3 separate regions of the Mus musculus genome follow, and all the other regions are linked to region 1. A link is a contact called in public HiChIP or PLAC-seq data. All regions are on one chromosome and are shown on one strand. Each heading gives the region's core, a stretch centred on a gene start, on an enhancer-like site or on the middle of the called end of the contact. The rest is flanking DNA. Distances are from core to core; before and after follow the strand shown. Region 1 holds the start of Alg14 (asparagine-linked glycosylation 14). Region 2 has its middle 23 kb from the start of F3. Region 3 overlaps Abcd3 (ATP-binding cassette, sub-family D (ALD), member 3).

The links. HiChIP or PLAC-seq counts read pairs in DNA pulled down with a chosen protein or histone mark.
Region 2: a contact with region 1 is called in an H3K4me3 HiChIP or PLAC-seq map of craniofacial prominence, with 4 times the contacts expected there. The contact joins the enhancer-like site here to the promoter of Alg14 in region 1. A contact is called at or near these places in 2 of 39 promoter capture datasets (cranial neural crest and frontonasal cranial neural crest), 1 of 15 datasets of contacts at CTCF or cohesin (large pre-B cells), 6 of 484 Hi-C or Micro-C datasets (the CH12 cell line, the HPC-7 cell line, embryonic fibroblasts and 3 more) and 4 of 115 datasets of contacts at active chromatin or transcription factors (craniofacial prominence, embryonic stem cells, pancreatic cancer cells and 1 more).
Region 3: a contact with region 1 is called in an H3K27ac HiChIP or PLAC-seq map of epiblast stem cells, with 7 times the contacts expected there. The contact joins the enhancer-like site here to the promoter of Alg14 in region 1. A contact is called at or near these places in 11 of 39 promoter capture datasets (the C10 cell line, the SN4741 cell line, cranial neural crest and 7 more), 5 of 15 datasets of contacts at CTCF or cohesin (the NIH/3T3 cell line, embryonic stem cells, large pre-B cells and 1 more), 66 of 484 Hi-C or Micro-C datasets (B cells, the C10 cell line, the C2C12 cell line and 41 more), 16 of 115 datasets of contacts at active chromatin or transcription factors (astrocytes, bone marrow-derived dendritic cells, cardiomyocytes and 11 more) and 3 of 9 other capture datasets (embryonic stem cells, liver and macrophages).

What each region holds. Positions count from the first base shown.
Region 1 is chr3:121,289,730-121,293,616 of GRCm38.p6, forward strand. It overlaps Alg14 (asparagine-linked glycosylation 14), which reads left to right and starts at 2,011. Exons shown (of 4, transcript NM_024178.3): 1 at 2,011-2,254. The coding sequence starts at 2,119.
Region 2 is chr3:121,698,764-121,702,610 of GRCm38.p6, forward strand. No RefSeq gene overlaps it. Among named protein-coding and RNA genes, the nearest start is that of F3, 23 kb to the right of the region's middle. Within about 2 kb of position 1,813, at least 90 of the 459 cell types and tissues checked have an H3K27ac peak or open chromatin away from gene starts, as enhancers often do. A contact at or near this core is called in craniofacial prominence and pancreatic cancer cells, where this site is marked.
Region 3 is chr3:121,776,791-121,780,411 of GRCm38.p6, forward strand. It overlaps Abcd3 (ATP-binding cassette, sub-family D (ALD), member 3), which reads right to left. Exons shown (of 23, transcript NM_008991.3): 9 at 2,765-2,907; 10 at 207-276. Among named protein-coding and RNA genes, the nearest start is that of Abcd3, 37 kb to the right of the region's middle. Within about 2 kb of position 1,436, at least 14 of the 459 cell types and tissues checked have an H3K27ac peak or open chromatin away from gene starts, as enhancers often do. A contact at or near this core is called in epiblast stem cells, neural tube, palatal mesenchyme and 1 more, where this site is marked.

The DNA of each region.
Region 1 (3,887 bases), core at 761-3,260:
CAACTGCCTATAAAAGCAACCTCCTCTCCTTGCTTCCTCTCCATATCCACCCTCCATATAATTACCATATATCATCTTTGAATTTTACATCACCCTCCATTCCTATCTCTACCAGTTTTGGGGTCTGCTTCATTTTATGTATGGGTGACATAAATATGGCTTAAAATAGAGAAAGAAAGTCTCCCATAGGGGATTCTGAAAAGATGTGTTTTCCTTAATACAGACCCAATGACCAACACAACAACTTCTAAGGTAGACATCACCATGTCTGCCCACTAATAACTTCTTTTAAATATGAAGCGACTCGTAGGTTGAAGCCACTTTGGAGAACAGCAGAGAAGGTTCTGAAAGAAAACGGCATGACACTTTGTAACATTCTTGAGCCACTCCTTCTTCCTGTGTATGTTAATGTGTGTGTGTGTGTGTACATGTGTGTGTGTGAGGAGGTCAGAGGTCAACATTGTCTTTCTCAATTGCTTCTCTGCCTTATTTTCGTTTTCAATGATTTGTTGTTGTTGTTTCTATGTGTGTATGTGTTTTGCCTGGATTATCTCTGGGCACCATGTGTGTGCCTGCAGAGGTTGGGAGGAAGGCATCTGATCCCCTAGAACCAGAGTGGCAGAAAGTTGTGAGCCACCATGTGGGTTCTCGGCCTGGAACCTGGGACCTCTGGAAAAGCAACCAGTGCTCTTAACCTTTGTGCTGTCTCCCCGCCCCCACCCCCACCCCCCCAGCCCTTGAGCCACAAATGATATCTGTCTAAAAGTCTGGCATTCTTATTGATTTTCATCACATAAATAACCTCAGGCAAATTAACTTTTGTGTAATCTATTTCCCTATTGTAATTCAAAGAGTAACATTTACATAGAACCTGACTGTAAAGAATGAGGTTAAGAAGGAGTGATGAAAGAGCCCACAGGCACCGTGCTATAATATCAACAAGATAGAGATACAGTCAGGAAATCTCCCAAGCAGTTTGCTGACTCGGGAACCAACACACCTAGCTTTATAAGGAGATCTCAGGGCGCCTTCCTGGAACTTCTGACTCAGTATCGCTCCCAAAAGCATTCTAGGCTCCAGGTAAATGTGATCGTCAATCCAAACTGAATTTAACAACGGACCATATGGTGTAGCATTCTTAGGCAGCAGGAGTTAGGATTTCTGGTTTCTAATTCTAGACATGACATTATTGCATTTAGGCCAATTTGTAGCACCTTTCTCGACCTGTCTGCATGCCTGACCTATTCAATCTGTAACCCCATAAGGGTCTGAAGGAATGTTTGTTGTCAAGAGGTTTTATTTTGCTGTAATTTAGGCTAAGTTCACAAACGCACGCACAACTGGGATTAGAGTGGGCAGTGGAAGTCTATCATTTCAGAGGACCGCGGGAGGAATAAGCCAGAAATGCTTTGTGATAAACTTAACTGCAGGGCTATGTCTTCCTCCCTTGCTACCTGAAGCCAAGGGGTTTCCAATCCTCCCAGGAATATGACATAGCTTGAAGTGATCCGGATTCTGGTTATAGTTTGAGATCTGTGAAACTGTCTAGAAAACATAAATGTCAGGAAAGGGCGGATTTGAATGTTTTCCCCCTAAGAGTATGCCTCTGACTGGCAAAAATTTTCTAGTTCGGTTTGTCTTGGAACCCGTAAGGAAGAAAGGAAGTAGTGATGTATGCCAGGAGCCTCAGGCAAAACCTGGCAGGACAGGAGCAGCTACTAACCCGGGGCTTCGTGGTCCTTCTACCATACATGTAGTTTGACCTCGCCACTGGCAGAAATCAAACTTCTCCAGCACTTAACTTTCCAACTACACAACTGCAGCACAAACTCGGGTAACAAAACCATTACTGTTCCTTGTAGCGCTTCCTGGGCAAACTGCCCTTAGCCCCACCCATCACGGACAAACCCGGCTCACTGAGACGCAAGAGACGCGTCGTTCTGCGTTTTCCAATCAGAGCCACACTTCTGAACTTTGACCGCCCAACTTGGCAAGCTCCGCCCAGTGCAGACCATCCCCGCCCACAGAGAGGCGCTTTGCTCCCTGTTTGCTCTTAAGCGCGGTGCTTGCAAACTTTAACCGCTGGCGCCAGGTCTACACGCATGCGCCATCCTTTGAATGCTGAGCATTCTGATTCTAGCTGCTACAGCCGCAGGGCTAGTGATCTTGCTATTCCAGCGACTATGGACCGTGCTTGGGCCCCATCACGTCACTCCCCGAGAGTCTCTCAGACTCTTGATCGTGGCTGGATCCGGTAAGTATCCGGGCGGAGGCCGACGGTCTTGAGTTAGGCACTACAAACCCCAGAATGCATCGCGACTCTCTTCGCCCTTCTTAGCGCCTTTAGGAGCGCTGCATGCTGAGATTTGTAGTTTCTTTGCGTTCCCGGAACCGGCCACCCCAGGCAGGAAAAAATGCTGGTTAGCTGACGCCACCCAGCCGCCTGTCATTAAGACAGGTCATTTACACTTGTCTGTAATTAAGCCTCTCTGTAGTGTACTGCTTTCTAACAAATAATTAGCGACGGAGTACGCCGAAGCCTTTTGATGCTGACATATTGTTGCCCTCTTTGCTGCTGTGCGTTATTAATTCTAGGTCTTTGTACTTAGTTTAAGAAATGTGAACATTACATGGTAAACGAAGTAGAGTTGTCGCACTTATGAATGCGCAAAGTCCCTGAGGATAAAAACGTGGACACTCCATACGACGATACCTCCAGAGTGACAGGATATGAGTAATAAACTGTCCAGTCAGCTCTGAACATTTTAAAACTTAAAATTTTAGATGAACAGTTTTGACGAGTGTATAGTTAAACACGACTCAACTTTAAACAACCAAGGTGATACCCAAACCTATATCAATGCTGTCTGGAATACATATGTTATAACCTATTGCTCCAGGGACAGTAAAACAAAACCATTGCCTAACAGAAAATGATGCAGTCAAGACACACAGTAAATTCGAGGTGTTTAAGGCAGCCTCTGCAGGAGACCATACAGTTTTACAGTAGCTTTAAAAAAAATACACACTAATAAAAATACACAAACTAGTAATGTAGTTGTGTATTATTGTTATCAAATGTTATGAACTGTATATAGTAGTATATATTGTACTTTTTTTAAAGACTTGTTTATTATATGTAAGTACACTGTAGTTGTCTTCAGACACACCAGAAGAGGACGTCAGATCTCGTTACGGATGGTTGTGAGCCACCATGTGGTTGCTGGGATTTGAACTCAGGACCTTTGGAAGAGCAGTCAGTGCTCTTAACCGCTGAGCCATCTCACCAGCCCCTATATTGTACTTTTTTATATTGCAGGCAGCACAGTGAATTTGTTCATAGATTACCTTGGGCTACTGTGTTATGGTTGCTGTGTCACTAGACAATAAGGAATTTTCTGTTCCTTTTTAATGTCATGTGACCAATATCCTGTCATTGACTAAAACATCATTATGTGATGAGTGACTACACACACACTAATGATATTTATGATGTATGCAAATGTACCAAACTTAACATGCAATTATAATTCCTTACTTATTTACTTAACATATTTTGAGTCATGGGAATGGCCAGACACTACACTGAGCTCTGGAACAAAACAAAACTGAAAATAGAAAAACAAACAAAACAAGCATCACAAGGCACAGTGTGATGCCTACGTGACAAACACTAGGGAAAGGACAGAGGCGCAGCAGTGAAGGAAATAGGACACAAACAGAAGATGAGACAGAAGGAGTAGCTGCCACACAGAGAAGGACAGAAATCTCATATTAACTGCGTAAGAAATACAAGTTATTTCAAGTGAGATGCAAAGCTACTGGGGACTTTTGAACACAAGTAAAATATTATCACATGAAAATTACCTCAAGATGTATAGGGAGAG
Region 2 (3,847 bases), core at 563-3,062, 410 kb after region 1:
AGAGACGCTAACTTGTGAAAACACAGGCCAAACAATGGCCTTAGGGACCTTAAAGGGAAGCTCTGGTCCTGCAAAGTTGTCCCAATTTGGGTCAAGACAGGCTTTACACTCTGTGTGGATCAACTATTGATTGTGTTGAGGTCGCTGGAGATGACTTGGGCAGCTGGTGCAATTCTTTGTTGGGTTCAGGGTGGAAGTCGAGAAAACTCACTTCAGAGATGGAAGCTTACAAAGGAAAGCTTTGTTTTCTGAGCACTCAGAAGCAGTTTGGGGTCTGAACTGTGTCCCCAAAGGGAAATGGCACAACATTTTCATAGGATTGGAACACAAAGCAAGGGGGAATCAAAGGAGGCTGTTGCATTGACCAACCATATTTTGACATAAGGTGTTAAACAAGGAAGTTAACATGAGTGACCAGACCAGTTTTAGGGTCCTTGAGTCAGCTTTGCAGTCAGGTCCCCTCCTGGACTCTGACCTGGAATTTAGAATGATAAAGGGACAAAGGAGTGGGCAAGCTGCCTGTGGTCAATTAAGTCTAGACAGGCAGCACATATATGGCTTGCTTGCCTTAGTTAGGGATAACAGAACAAGCAGGGTAGGAGTTGGGTTCCAGGGTCTGGGAACATGGACTCAGCTTTGATCCTGTCAACAAGGTGGAACTTGTCCCTGAGATGGCTGCACTCAGGAAACTACCTCCCAACACCTTAAGAAGTTTCTCCCTAACGACTCTCTACCCCCAGAGCTTCTACCAATAAATGAAGATCTGAGTGGGCTGCTCCACACCATAAGGGGTGCTCTGAGAGGGGAACAGTGGATAACTGCAAAGAAACACTGCTGGCAGCATCTTTGAGGATGGGAAGTAGTTTCTAGGCAGCAAAGGAGGTACCTACGGGGCCTGTGGACCACTGTCTGATGGACCTGGAGGTTCGGGGGGGGGGGGTTAGAGGAGTCAAGAGCATGTAGTTTTCTCAAACTCCTAGGAAGATATGACTTCATTCTTTCTCCATCCTTTCTGTGTCGGGCCAGGCAGGCTCAGCATATCCGTAAGCACTACAAGAGCATACCATTCATATTAAGCTACTTTGTCCAGGAAAAAAATCAAGTCATGATTACCTGGTGAGCAATTCAGTTGGATTTTTAAATTAGCAAATATTTAGTTAGTCGTAGACGCTGTTGTCTATGTAGCTGGTCAGCTCACTTCCTTTATAGGGCAGAAATCTGTCAGCTTCCACAGTGGGAAGGGAGGTTGGATGATTTACACCACGCCGTGCCAGGATCCTAGACTTGACCAAGCTACTTACTTTCTGTCTGATTTTGACCCAGTCACTACCTCCCCTCTCTGAGTTTTGTGTCTGATATCTGTAATGATGCTAACCTACTGTCCAGGATTGTCACACAACTTCAATGGAATGAAACTATGCTTTATAGGATGTGCCCCCCCTCCCACCCATTTGCCCTCTTGAACAACTTACTAGAGCTACAAGAAGTGAACTCAGCCTGCTTTAAGGCCATTGTTATTTTCTTCATTTTGTCCTGAAATACACCATTACCACGATGGTATATCTGGGGACACTTTTATATATCGACATCTGTTCAGACAAAGCCGTGAGCTGGGTAATGAACAGAGTCTGGGAAATCAGTGGCCTCGCTCTTTATCATCTTGCTGGAGCTGGGCTGCTGTAAGAAATGGTTGCTTAGCAACAGTATTAATTCATCAGTGCGAACAACAAGCTCCCCTTCTCGCTAGGGAAGAATGCCATCTTGCCAATCAGAACTCCTGTTCCTAGGATAGTTTGGATGCCTTACTCAAAGAGGGGGTCTACTCGAGGTAAACTGGGGACACGCCTCTGCAGGGAACCATCTATAGCATGAAAGGAGAACAGTCAGATGTGAAGTTGAGTGGGGGATGGGAACTGCATTTCTGGGCTCCTGCTCACTCTTTTCATGAAGTAGATTATTCCGGTACAAAAACAGGAGCCACACAACTGGGCTTCTGTTTCATGCTTGGCAGGGAGAGCATGCGATCTTTTTCTTTTTAAGTAGCAGACCACAGCAACAGGAACTAGGCTCCTGAGCCTCTTGGCACTGGACATGAAGGATGAACCATAGCATCCCTGATCATGATGGTACCCACAGTGACCTGTGTGGTAGGAATTTCTGAAATGCACCCCTTGCCATGTGGTCCATTTTGCTCTCTTAAAGCATTCCACTGTCTGGATCCCAGCGGCTTTTGCAGGTTGAAAGTACATCACAACGGGGCCTCCACAGATGGTGGTTTTTCCATAAAAAGAGGGGAAGAAGTGAGCCCTTGAGGTTTTAAGAGAATACAGTTTCCACAGAGAGCAGCCTCAAATGCTTTTCCAGGTGGAATGAAACAGCCAGTCAGATCTGCCCGCTTGTCTTAAAATTGACTCACAAGGCGGGTTTTCCGTAAGAGAATTTTTCTAAAAATGAAACAAAAGAGGGAATCAACTTCCAGTGAATTCTATACAGAAAGAACCCTAAATGAGCCATAAAGCATTCGGCTATTCATGGAAGATAGAGGGAACGCCCCAGGTAGAGATGTCTGGGTCAGTGGCTCTGGCCCTGGGCTTGCTGCCCTCCAGCAAGCATGGCACAGACACTCCTGCCAGCTTCCATACAGAAACAGACTTACTTCCATCCGTGACTGATGCCCCATTAGCTGGAACTGCCACTGAACACTCAGGGTTATTTGCTGAGACATTTCTCCTTTATAACGTTTTAAATTACATTTATTGGAGGGATATACGTAGCACTGAAGAATGTGTGAAAGTCAGAGGAGATCTTGCAGGAATCAGTTCTCTCCGACTATGGGGGTCCTCAAGATAAAACTCGGGTCATCAGGTTTGGCACACTGTGACATCTCGCTGGCCGGCTTTTCTTGGTTCTAATACTAGTAGACAGCTGTGCAAAAATCAAAGTCTATAGAGTTTTATTTTGTCCTGCTAGTCAGAATTCAAAAGAGCTGCTTCTCTTTCTCTTCTCTTCTTCTTCCTCCTCTTCCTCCTCCTCCTCTTCCTCCCCCTTCTATACTTCTTGTATTTTTATGTGACATGCATGGGTGTTTTGCTTGCATGCATGTCTGTGTACTGTGCGCATAAAGTGCTTTGGGGGACAGAAGAGGCTATCAGACCCTCTGGAACTGCAGCTGCAGACAGTTGTTAACTGCCATGGTGGCTGGAAACTGAACCCATGTCCTCTGGAAGAGCAGAGAGTGCTCTTAACCACTGAGCTATCTCTTACAACATCCTCGGTCAGCAGGGCACTCCAGGTCATTTCTTGTAGGTGGAGGCATGGAGAACAGATCCTGTGAACCAGATATGGCTCAGGGCGGTCCTGTTGACAGAAGCATTTGAAGATGTGATATTTAATGTATGTGAAGCTTTGGCTCTGGCTAAGCAAAATAGTCGTGGCAGTCTGATTAAATGGGTGAGCATGCTAGATGTTACTTTAGTTAGCATGAAATCATTTCATGTTCCAAAACAAACAAACAAACAAACAAACATAGACCGCCTGTGAAGTGCTTTCAGTATTCAGTGAGCTTCAGGATTTTGTGAAGGACAAAACTCGAAGTGCTGATTTGGGGGAAAAAATGGGCTCCCCAAACTGTCTCAGCTTTGACCCAGCAGTTCTAGATGTATAGGAAGGAACCTTAATGTTTACTTTGAATATAAGGAAACTCAGAGAAGAAGATTACTCAAAGTTAATGAAGAGAGGTGTTCCCTCAGAGCCAAGAGTCCAAGTGTCTCCCAGTTTCTCACTGTCTCCCACCACACTGCTGGCATGGAGAACTGTGGGCCAGCTCAGCAGTGGCTTGAGGCTCTCC
Region 3 (3,621 bases), core at 186-2,685, 490 kb after region 1:
AAACACTACAAAAATGAACAAGATATTTTAGTAAATAAATCTATTTTATAAGTGGAGAATTTAATGCTAATGTAATAGTTTTTAAACTCATTTTTAGTTTAAAACACAGTATAAAGATTTGCTATTTAAAATATATCTTTAGCATTATTCATCCACATGTAAAGGCAGAGAAACCCGCGTGGCCGCCCGTCCAGTGTTTATCTTACCAGTTTTCGGAAGACTGAGTGGATTGTCTGCTTCTCCCGTTTATTCCCATTGTAAAAGGCAATTTCTTCACTATTAGAGAAAATAATTTAGCAATTAATGTCAATGCTGTCTCACCCTGACATGTAAGTGAAACACAGTATTCAATGAGTGAACCTGTGCATATGAGTGGGCATCTTGGGCCAGTGTAATGGCTCAGGGGTAAGATGCAAGCCTGCCAACCTGAGGTCACTTGTCTAAGCCTACAGTAGACTGGGAGGAAAAACTAACTCCACGAATCTGTCCTCTGACCACCAAAACCACTCAGTAGCAGGCCCTCCTCAATAATAAAAAAACCAAGAGAATGATAAATGAACATCTTGTTACTAAGAGAGTATCTGGCACAGGCCAAGCCAGGGAGTGTGATCAAGTTCCTAGCTAAGTTTAGAGGAGGGCAAGAGTACACAACTGAGTGTATCACAAACTGGACTACAACCTACCTGTATATAACCTGGCTGTTAAAGACACAGTGAACAAATATTCACAAACTGTAAATAAGGCAGATTATATAGAAAGAAAGATTAGGCTGAGACAGACATTATAGAGCATGAGTTAAATTACAGACCTAAACCAGATAAAGAGGGAGAAAATAACAGAAAAATACAAGAAATGATGCTTTGCCCCACAGCTTGTGACAGTGCTGCCATGCCACCAGGTCTAAACGCACCAAAGCTGTTCTTATCCCAGCACCACAGTAGTCCTCACAACGATGTCCCCCGAGAGCAGGAATGGGCCCTCAGGGCCACAAAGATCATCAGTGGGAAAACAGTGCCATACAGATGAAGAAAGCTCAAATGTAATTTATGTAAATTCTTTAAATTCACATAACAAGCAAAGTTCAGAATCTAAAATTATCGCTCCTGTCTAACCTAAAGTTTATAGTCTCTCTGTCCTGTAAGTAAGATGAAAACTGCCCAAGCAACGTACTTACAGAGTTACAGATGGCCGTGAGCCATCATGTGGTTACTAAGGAATTGGATCCAGATGCTCTGAACTGCAGGGCCATCTGTCTAGCCCCCACAACGTACTTCTTAAAACACCAGAAAGTGTGTAAAGTATCTATATAGAAGCCTAGACACCACAGCTTAGACACATTAAGGATGTATGTGGGCGCTTGTGAAAGGGCTAGGCAGCACTGCAATGCAGGCCTGACAAACCCAGTTCCATCCCAGAACTCCACAAGGTGGCAGGAGAGAGCTGAGCCCTCCACATGGGCACCATTGTGCCGGGTGCACCCGAAATATAATCAAAGTGCATACATAAAACCTCAGTACACTAAGGCAGGAGAATCGCAAGTTCAAAGCCAGCCTGGGTTACATAATAAGACAAAGAAAGAAAGAGTAAGACCCAGGAAAGAGTAGGATGGTGGAAAAAGAGAAGAGGGAAGAGGGGAGGGTCTCTTAAAGAAACAGCAAGAAGCAGTTTCTTCTTTTTGTTTTTGGTGGTGAAGGTTGCTGCCATTCTGTGATCTCAAGAGTTAACCAGAGGAAAGAGATGGTTACAGGGTAGAGCCAAGAGAATACCAGCAGGAGCCACAGCTCCAATCCTGCTGTGCCATCTGCACTGTCCTAAGGGTCCTTACATGACACAGCCAATGCCTCCACTATGGGAACGTGCCGTTTTCTAGTAAAAGCATACCACAAACACCTTTTCCCTAATTACAGCCACTATGCCCCTGCCTCCCTAGAGCATGAAACTCTACATAAAAAAATCAATATAAGGAAGGAAAGGTGAACTATGAAAAGAATGACCCCCTAAGTAATTCCGTGGCTTCCTACAGAGCAGCCTACACAGTGCTACAGTAAGTACTAGGACCCTCAAAATTGACTTAAAGTTGGCAGTTAGGCACAGAAACTTTACAGAGCACCTTAGCTACTGATGAAAACCTGAGCCAGGGCATGCACAGAGTTCATCATCGTAACAATTCATTGTCCATCTACAAGAAAAGCAGCTACGGATAAGTTGCTAAAATCAGTTTATAATGCATAGGTAGACACAGAAACGAAAACGGATGGCTTCAACGGCTGCATTTCTTTCTTCCTATTTCAGATCTCAAAACTGTCCAGAACGCAGTTCTGGCCTGCATTCGAGAGGTCCTAAGGCTCAGTGCCCAGAACTCCTTCTCCCCACACAACAACTGTCTGGAAAGACAGAATTACTGAACACTGCAAAACAGTCACAACCTAAAATGTCTGTGGATAACTTAAGGCAGAAGTTTCACTGAATACATACAAAAATGTGAATACTATCAAGACTAAATTTTAAAATAAAATTCACAGAAAATCAGTCAATAAAAAGCATGAAGAGGTAAATCAAGGAAACTACACAGCCAATAAAGAGGACTTGAAGCATGCAGGATTTCTACTTTATAAAACTAACATTCTTCATAATGCTTATTTCCAAAACAAGTAAAAGTCCACACTATTTAGTACCTATATTGCTAGAATCTCAAGTCACTATAAATGACATCAATATCCACAAAAATAAAATTTCATTATTATTCTAAAATGTTTCTCCTTACCTATTAGTGATAAGCCGTGAATTCACGTATCTGTATTCTCCTTCGTACTTCTGCTCCATAATTGTCATCTTACCAATGGGTCTTCTGAGTCGAGTTAGGAATAGCCCAGAAACAAGCAAGTAGGCCATCATGCTTGCCGGGCCCTGCGATGAATGAAGGAGAATGATGCACAGTACTCAAAGGCACAGTAATAAAATCTACGTGCAGGTCTGTAAGTAACTGAACCCAGAGAGGCTGAGCTTTGCTTGTTCCTCTCTCTTTTTCTTTCTTCCTGGAAGATCACATGCTAGTCTCTACACTTCTTCTACTGTCATCCCCCAACTCCTATAGCTCTGTCCCCAACAACTGACCACCTAACTTCTAGTGGACTTTACCTTCTGTTACCTAACACTCTTCCACTGGAACCCAACTTAGTGTTCTCTCTCTAGTCCACAACAACTCTCAGAGCTATTTTACACTCTTTGAATGTTAGCAGTCCTCTAGGTTCCTTCCTTAGCTCGTCTCATCCTAAACTTACACTTCCAGTCTCATCAGTTTTGGATACAATGTATCACTGCCAAGTATGTAGCGTGCACCCTCACCCCAGCATCTACAGGTGTCTCAAGGGCAATCCGTACACAAGCTATCAGCTCGCCTTGCTGTAAACTATACTTCTGTCTTCTATACATTGTAACTCCATAAATGACCCCACAGCCACTGGCCATCTTAAGAAGCTTCGATGAGTCCCCAAAACACCCTTAATTTCTACATACCTCTCATACTCTGCCCCAATCAAAACTGTTTACCTGAACATGCCATTCAATTGGGGCTGTTCTTACATCTGACAAGTTTAACATCTAATGGACATCCAAGAATCT